Linked DNA regions of Mus musculus: region 2 is linked to region 1. The links are chromatin contacts, called in public Hi-C maps. All regions are on one chromosome and are shown on one strand. The core of a region is the stretch at or near the end of the contact, and the rest is flanking DNA. Distances in the headings are between cores, read along the strand shown. Region 1 overlaps Dab2ip (disabled 2 interacting protein). Region 2 overlaps Ttll11 (tubulin tyrosine ligase-like family, member 11).

The links. A called contact is a pair of places that touch in the nucleus more often than the background predicts.
Region 2: a Hi-C map of Sertoli cells shows a contact between it and region 1, with 2.2 times the contacts expected there. The contact joins two enhancer-like sites. A contact is called at or near these places in 1 of 39 promoter capture datasets (embryonic stem cells), 1 of 484 Hi-C or Micro-C datasets (Sertoli cells), 7 of 115 datasets of contacts at active chromatin or transcription factors (the SCID.adh cell line, embryonic basal ganglia, embryonic fibroblasts and 4 more) and 3 of 9 other capture datasets (adipose tissue, macrophages and pancreatic islet).

What each region holds. Positions count from the first base shown.
Region 1 is chr2:35,687,486-35,690,060 of GRCm38.p6, forward strand. The region is part of intron 3 of Dab2ip (disabled 2 interacting protein); the gene reads left to right. Among named protein-coding and RNA genes, the nearest start is that of Dab2ip, 67 kb to the left of the region's middle. Within about 2 kb of position 1,271, at least 18 of the 459 cell types and tissues checked have an H3K27ac peak or open chromatin away from gene starts, as enhancers often do. A contact at or near this core is called in Sertoli cells, where this site is marked.
Region 2 is chr2:35,859,703-35,862,277 of GRCm38.p6, forward strand. All of the region lies in intron 6 of Ttll11 (tubulin tyrosine ligase-like family, member 11), which reads right to left. Among named protein-coding and RNA genes, the nearest start is that of Gm10829, 20 kb to the left of the region's middle. Within about 2 kb of position 1,304, at least 22 of the 459 cell types and tissues checked have an H3K27ac peak or open chromatin away from gene starts, as enhancers often do. A contact at or near this core is called in Sertoli cells, where this site is marked.

The DNA of each region.
Region 1 (2,575 bases), core at 21-2,520:
TTTCAATAAGCGTGTTTGAACTTTGACTTGTAGCCTAGTGTAGACATAGAGTGATGGTTGGGACCCACAGTAGTGGAGTTAGGGACAGGATTTGGGGACTGAGTAACAGCTGACTTAGGGATACAAGTGAGGCACTAGTCAGACTTAAGAATGGGGTGCATTGAGCACCGAATGGTAGTAGCACAGCCATTATGAATAGATTATGGTCACCCTGTCCTTTGCCTCATGATAAAATCTAATCCTTGGCACACCGTGCATTGCTGCCCAGCACTTGGCAATGTGACAGCCAAGGAAGGGAAATACTGACCATGTCTCATGGCTTGTTCAAGTAAATTTACTCTGTATTTTCGGAGAGGTGTCACATGGGTGGGGATTTACTCCCACGAAAGCCTTTAATGGAAACATTACATTTAGAGAGCCAACATGTGTTAAAATCTCAGCGGAGGGAAAGGTTCCAGGTTTCTATGCCAGCCACAGTGATCACCACAAAGCCCTATATGGAGGCCTGGCAGGTGAGGGATACATTCAGGCTGGTGGGGGGCAGAGGCAGCCAGAGGCTGTGAGCTTGCTGGGCTTCTCTAGAGGAAATGGGGCTCCTAAGAGGAAAGGAATTCAGGGCTGTAGACTGCCGACTTTCCTTAAGCTCCCACACAGTTCGTGGTAAGGGAGTCTGGAGGCAGACAATAGGCCCCACTAGTAACTATCTGTGTGACCTTGGGTATCACTCCTATGCCTCTGTGCTTCAGCTTCATTTTAGGCAGGTGTTGTGTGGGTACCCATGCTTAGAGCCCTTGGAGGTGTAAGGAGATAATGTATGTAAAATACCTCGCTCTGGGCTTGGCACAGAGTAGGTGCCAGGACACATTTGTTTTTTGTTGGTGATGATAAAGCCACACATGCATGGGTGTGCTCACATAAATTAACAGCTGGGGTGTGTGGAAACTGCTTCCTGGAGTCGGCCCTCCATCTAACATCAAGCTCTCGTCCTGCCAGGAGCTGAGTGTAGATAGAAAGTATCTTATGAGGCCCTTGCCCTGGAACAGCCCAGCCTGGCTGGTTCCTCTGCAGGGGTCCCTCGCTGGTGCTCACCTGCATGACTTGTAGACTCATCCTGAGGTGGTCCCCAGGTTGTAGCAGCGTCTCCTCCAGAAGGGGTTGCCTGTCTGTAAAGAACAGCCCATGGGAAGAAGAGCAGCATAGGTAACTGGGCTGCTTTCTGTTGCTGTGACCAGATGCATGGTACAAGCAGAGGAAGAGGTCACGGATTATGTATTACGTCTGCCATTGGACATTGGCCCCTGGATTCTTGACAAGCTCGGCTTAGGGATAGACTCAGGCAGGGGAGTGTTGTTTGCTTCATGGCCGGTTAGAAAGCAGGTACAAGAGATGGCTCCCTCTTCTTTCTGTAGGCTGCCAGTGGGACAGTTTCCTCTCCCTCTGTGCCTCCTCCTTGGAAATATCCACCTACCCAGAGGTGCACCTCCTCAGCAGTCCCAGTCTATTCATGGTGACAACGAGGATAAGGCAGGACCTCGAAGTGCCTTCACTTTTTTGTCACACAGCAAAGGGAAGCTCTTGCTGGTGCTTTCCAGAGTCCTACAGAGACCCTTACCTGGTCGGTAAGGCCATCTTCAGATGATGCCAGGGCCCCAAGCCCAGTGAGAAGCCTGGCCTAGAGGGGGTGTGTGGGTGTTCAGTGTGTAGTATGGAGTTCTTAGTCTTGAACCAGAGATGGATAGACCCTCAGTGAAGACCTGGAGGTCAAGAAGTAACATGCAGGCCCCATAAGAACCCAGGGTAGCGGAGAGGGTATTGGCATATTCTTGTGGCTAGGGGCCAGGAAATGGGGAAGATTTACCTTAAATGGGAAGGTCCAAGCTGGCCTCTGGAAGGTAGAGTAACCAGGCAGGAGGGTGTGGCCATAGGAAGGGAAGAATCCTGAATTGCTGACACGGCTATGAAGGTGAGGGCAGTGCTGAGGTAGATAGGGCCTATTCAGGAAGGCTGGGTACTCAGGACTGTTTGTTTTAAGTCTGTGTGCACCTCTAGTTAGGGTTGGGAGGGTGTGGAAGATTCAGCTTCTCCAAGGCCAGATAGCTGGTGGGGATGGGAACCCAACTTAGGACATAGTCCAGCCACTGTTCTTGTTAGCTGTGACCCCATCCTGTGACTGTCACACAGAGCAAATAGTCCTGCCCCAGGGCCCTGTTTGCTACAAGAAGATAGGATGACTAGGAGAAGCACAAGTGGCGGCAAGAGCTCATTGTGTCCACAGTAAGCCATGCTCCAGAGCCTGGGGCTGTGGCATCTTGAATTTAAGGCCAGCTTGGGCTACAGATTGAGGTCTTATCTCAGAACAAAAATGCAAGTCCACTGTCAGGGAATGGCTTCCTGCTTGGAAGAAATCTAGGAGGGCTTCCAGTTGGAGGAGCATTTGAATGAAGCACATCTGCTTTCAGTTGTAGTTTGGAAGTGGCTGTCTTGCCTGCCCCATGCAGGACCATGAAACTGGTGGTAGAAGGCCCGTCTTGGAGTCACACCCTGCTGCTTAGAGCATGGACTCCATGGGCTCTGT
Region 2 (2,575 bases), core at 54-2,553, 170 kb after region 1:
CAGATCTTCTCTATCCCTTTTAGAGTGGCATCTTCCTCTTCTCCTCAGAGCGCACTGAAGTGTCCCCTTCTTGAGGCACAGCAAACACTTTCCTCTGAGCCCTGAGAGCACCTTGAACCATCTCTCCCCATGCTGTGTGCTGGTGTCATGCTGGAGGCCAGGGCTCTCTGAGAGCCCAGCCTGTTTCCTAGGCCACACTGAGACCCCGCCTCCAGCTCACTGCAGGCTACATACAGAGCAAGCTTTATAAGACATTTGCTGAACAAGTCACTTTTTTTTTAAATTTTGCATAAACTGCAAATATAATTTTAATTGGATTACCAACTTATTCAAACACTATTCAACTCTAATTAAACAAAGAGGCCTTTATTCACCATGGAACCCAGAGATGTTGGCTACAGGCAGTGAGAAAACTGGAGGCTCTCCGGAGCTCCACTTACTACAGGAGAGGGCTATATTTGGGAGCCAATTAATTTCACAATGTCGAAAACTAATGCATTTAAGATGCTGCTGTTCACATCCATTTTTCTCCATTAAAACATTTTAACGGTGCAGTGCCTGTCATTGTCTTAGTGTGTGTGAGAGCTCTCAAGTAGGGACCTCAGGGTTGCCAGGCATAACTGGCGCTTGCACCTCACTTCTGAAATTGCAGTTAATTTTAGGAAACCTTCAAGTCGACACATTGTCACAAATGTGAGAGCTGGGTACCCACAAATGCCTCTGTGTTGGCTTCTAAGAGAGGTGGAGGAAGGGCTGCTCTCTCCCTTTCCTCTCTACTGCTCCGCTTTCCCCACAAGACCTCACCTTTAGCAGTGTGTGCTGCTGACGGATGAGCTGACAGCTGTGAAAGCGGTGATGATGACCACGGTGATAATGGTGACATTTCCTGAGCGCTGACGCGTGCTTTACAGCTGACCTGTCCAGAACAGGGCTGATTCCCTTCCTGTGGCGCTGCTCTTCCTGCTGTCACCCTCATAAAAACGGTTCTGCTCTCAAGCCTTCGTTCTGAGCTCCTGGCCTCTTTACTGGTGGGTCCTAGCTCCATGCCAGCCAGTTGACGAGAGCAGGGATGGGGCTCAGGACTTTTGTTCTAAGTGCTCCTTTCTAACAACCATTCCTGCAGGCACCTTGCCTCACATTGATTTTGCCCATCTTGGGGACTGTCACCTTTTTCTGTAGGACACAGACCAACGCCCCCCCTCCATGTTTCCCTCACCCCCACTCCATGGTTGTCTCTGGGAGGTAAGCAGGGAGTCTGCCTACCCTGCTTCCAAGCAAATCGTCAACCTTTCTAGCACTTCATCTCTCTGCAAATCCACACAGCTACTGCAGGCTGCTCCTATTCTCCCCCCCCCCCCCCAGGCTCCTGCTCTCTACAGGAAGGACTCTTCAGATGTCACACCTATCTCTAACCAGCTGGTTCCAGTGCAACTAAAAACCATTTTACTCTATCGGGGCTTCTACTGAACTTAGAGCTGTGCCTCCATGACTTGGTCCACAGCTAAGGATGGGAGTTCGATGGCCCTTAAGCGAGTGAGCTGTCACCGTCCCTACAATTACTTAGGCTACAGCTACAGAATTTGGAATGGTGCCCAGCAGACTAGTCCCTCAACCTTGGCAGTGCTGAAGGTCACAGGGCACTCAGCAGTATGAGCTGAGAAACGGTAATTGTAACACATCTTGCATGACCTTGGCCCATGAGTCTTTGAGGGAGTATCCACAGAACAGTGCCAACGGCTATCTCAAAGATGCCCAGAGGGTGTGTGTCCTGCGACTGTCAGGGCCCAACAGTGACACAATTGTTTACTTCCCTCCTTCAAGGCTGGGATAGAGTGGCCCAGCTCTCCTTGGGTGCACAGAGCCTCACGGACACTATTCAAGACCATCTGGATTAACTGATGGACTAGATCTTTGTGGCTGATCCTGATGGACACAGGAAAGGCTCGTCGCTTTCCCAGACTCTCACCTCATCTGCTCACTGATGCTCAAGTCATTCTAGCAGAAAACAAAAGCCTTTTACTTTGTAATGATATTTTATCATAGATTAGCATATGAAAATTTGCTGTTTCAAAGATCTTCTTGGTTTCCAAGAATGGTCAAAATAGGTCAGATTAGACCTACAGAGGCTCAGAAGACAGTACGAATCTGTCTGTCTCCTCCTGTACTAGGATTACTTCATAGAAAAGAGGATGTGTACTGGCTCCCATCGCTGTCCTGTCTTGCTATGGTCTGGACATGTTTGTTCCCTGAGTGCCTATGTGATGGGGACTTGGCCCCAGGTTAGTGGCCTGGGAAGTAGTAAGAAGCCTTTGAGGGGTAGGATCTAGTGGCAGGGCCGTTGGCTGGTTGCGGGATGCCCTTGGCAGTGATTAGGGCTATTCTCAGGAGAGTGTGATGCTAACCTGAACCTGGCCGCACCCTACATACACTGTGTATCTAGGCCTGACCACTTTCTCCCACCATTTCCACTTTCCTTAAGAGGACCCTCACCAGAGCACAGCTGTTACCATTGCTGTGCCTTTGAATACTCCAAATTGTGAGCTTAAAAAGCTTAAAGTTTTTTCATGTTTGTTTA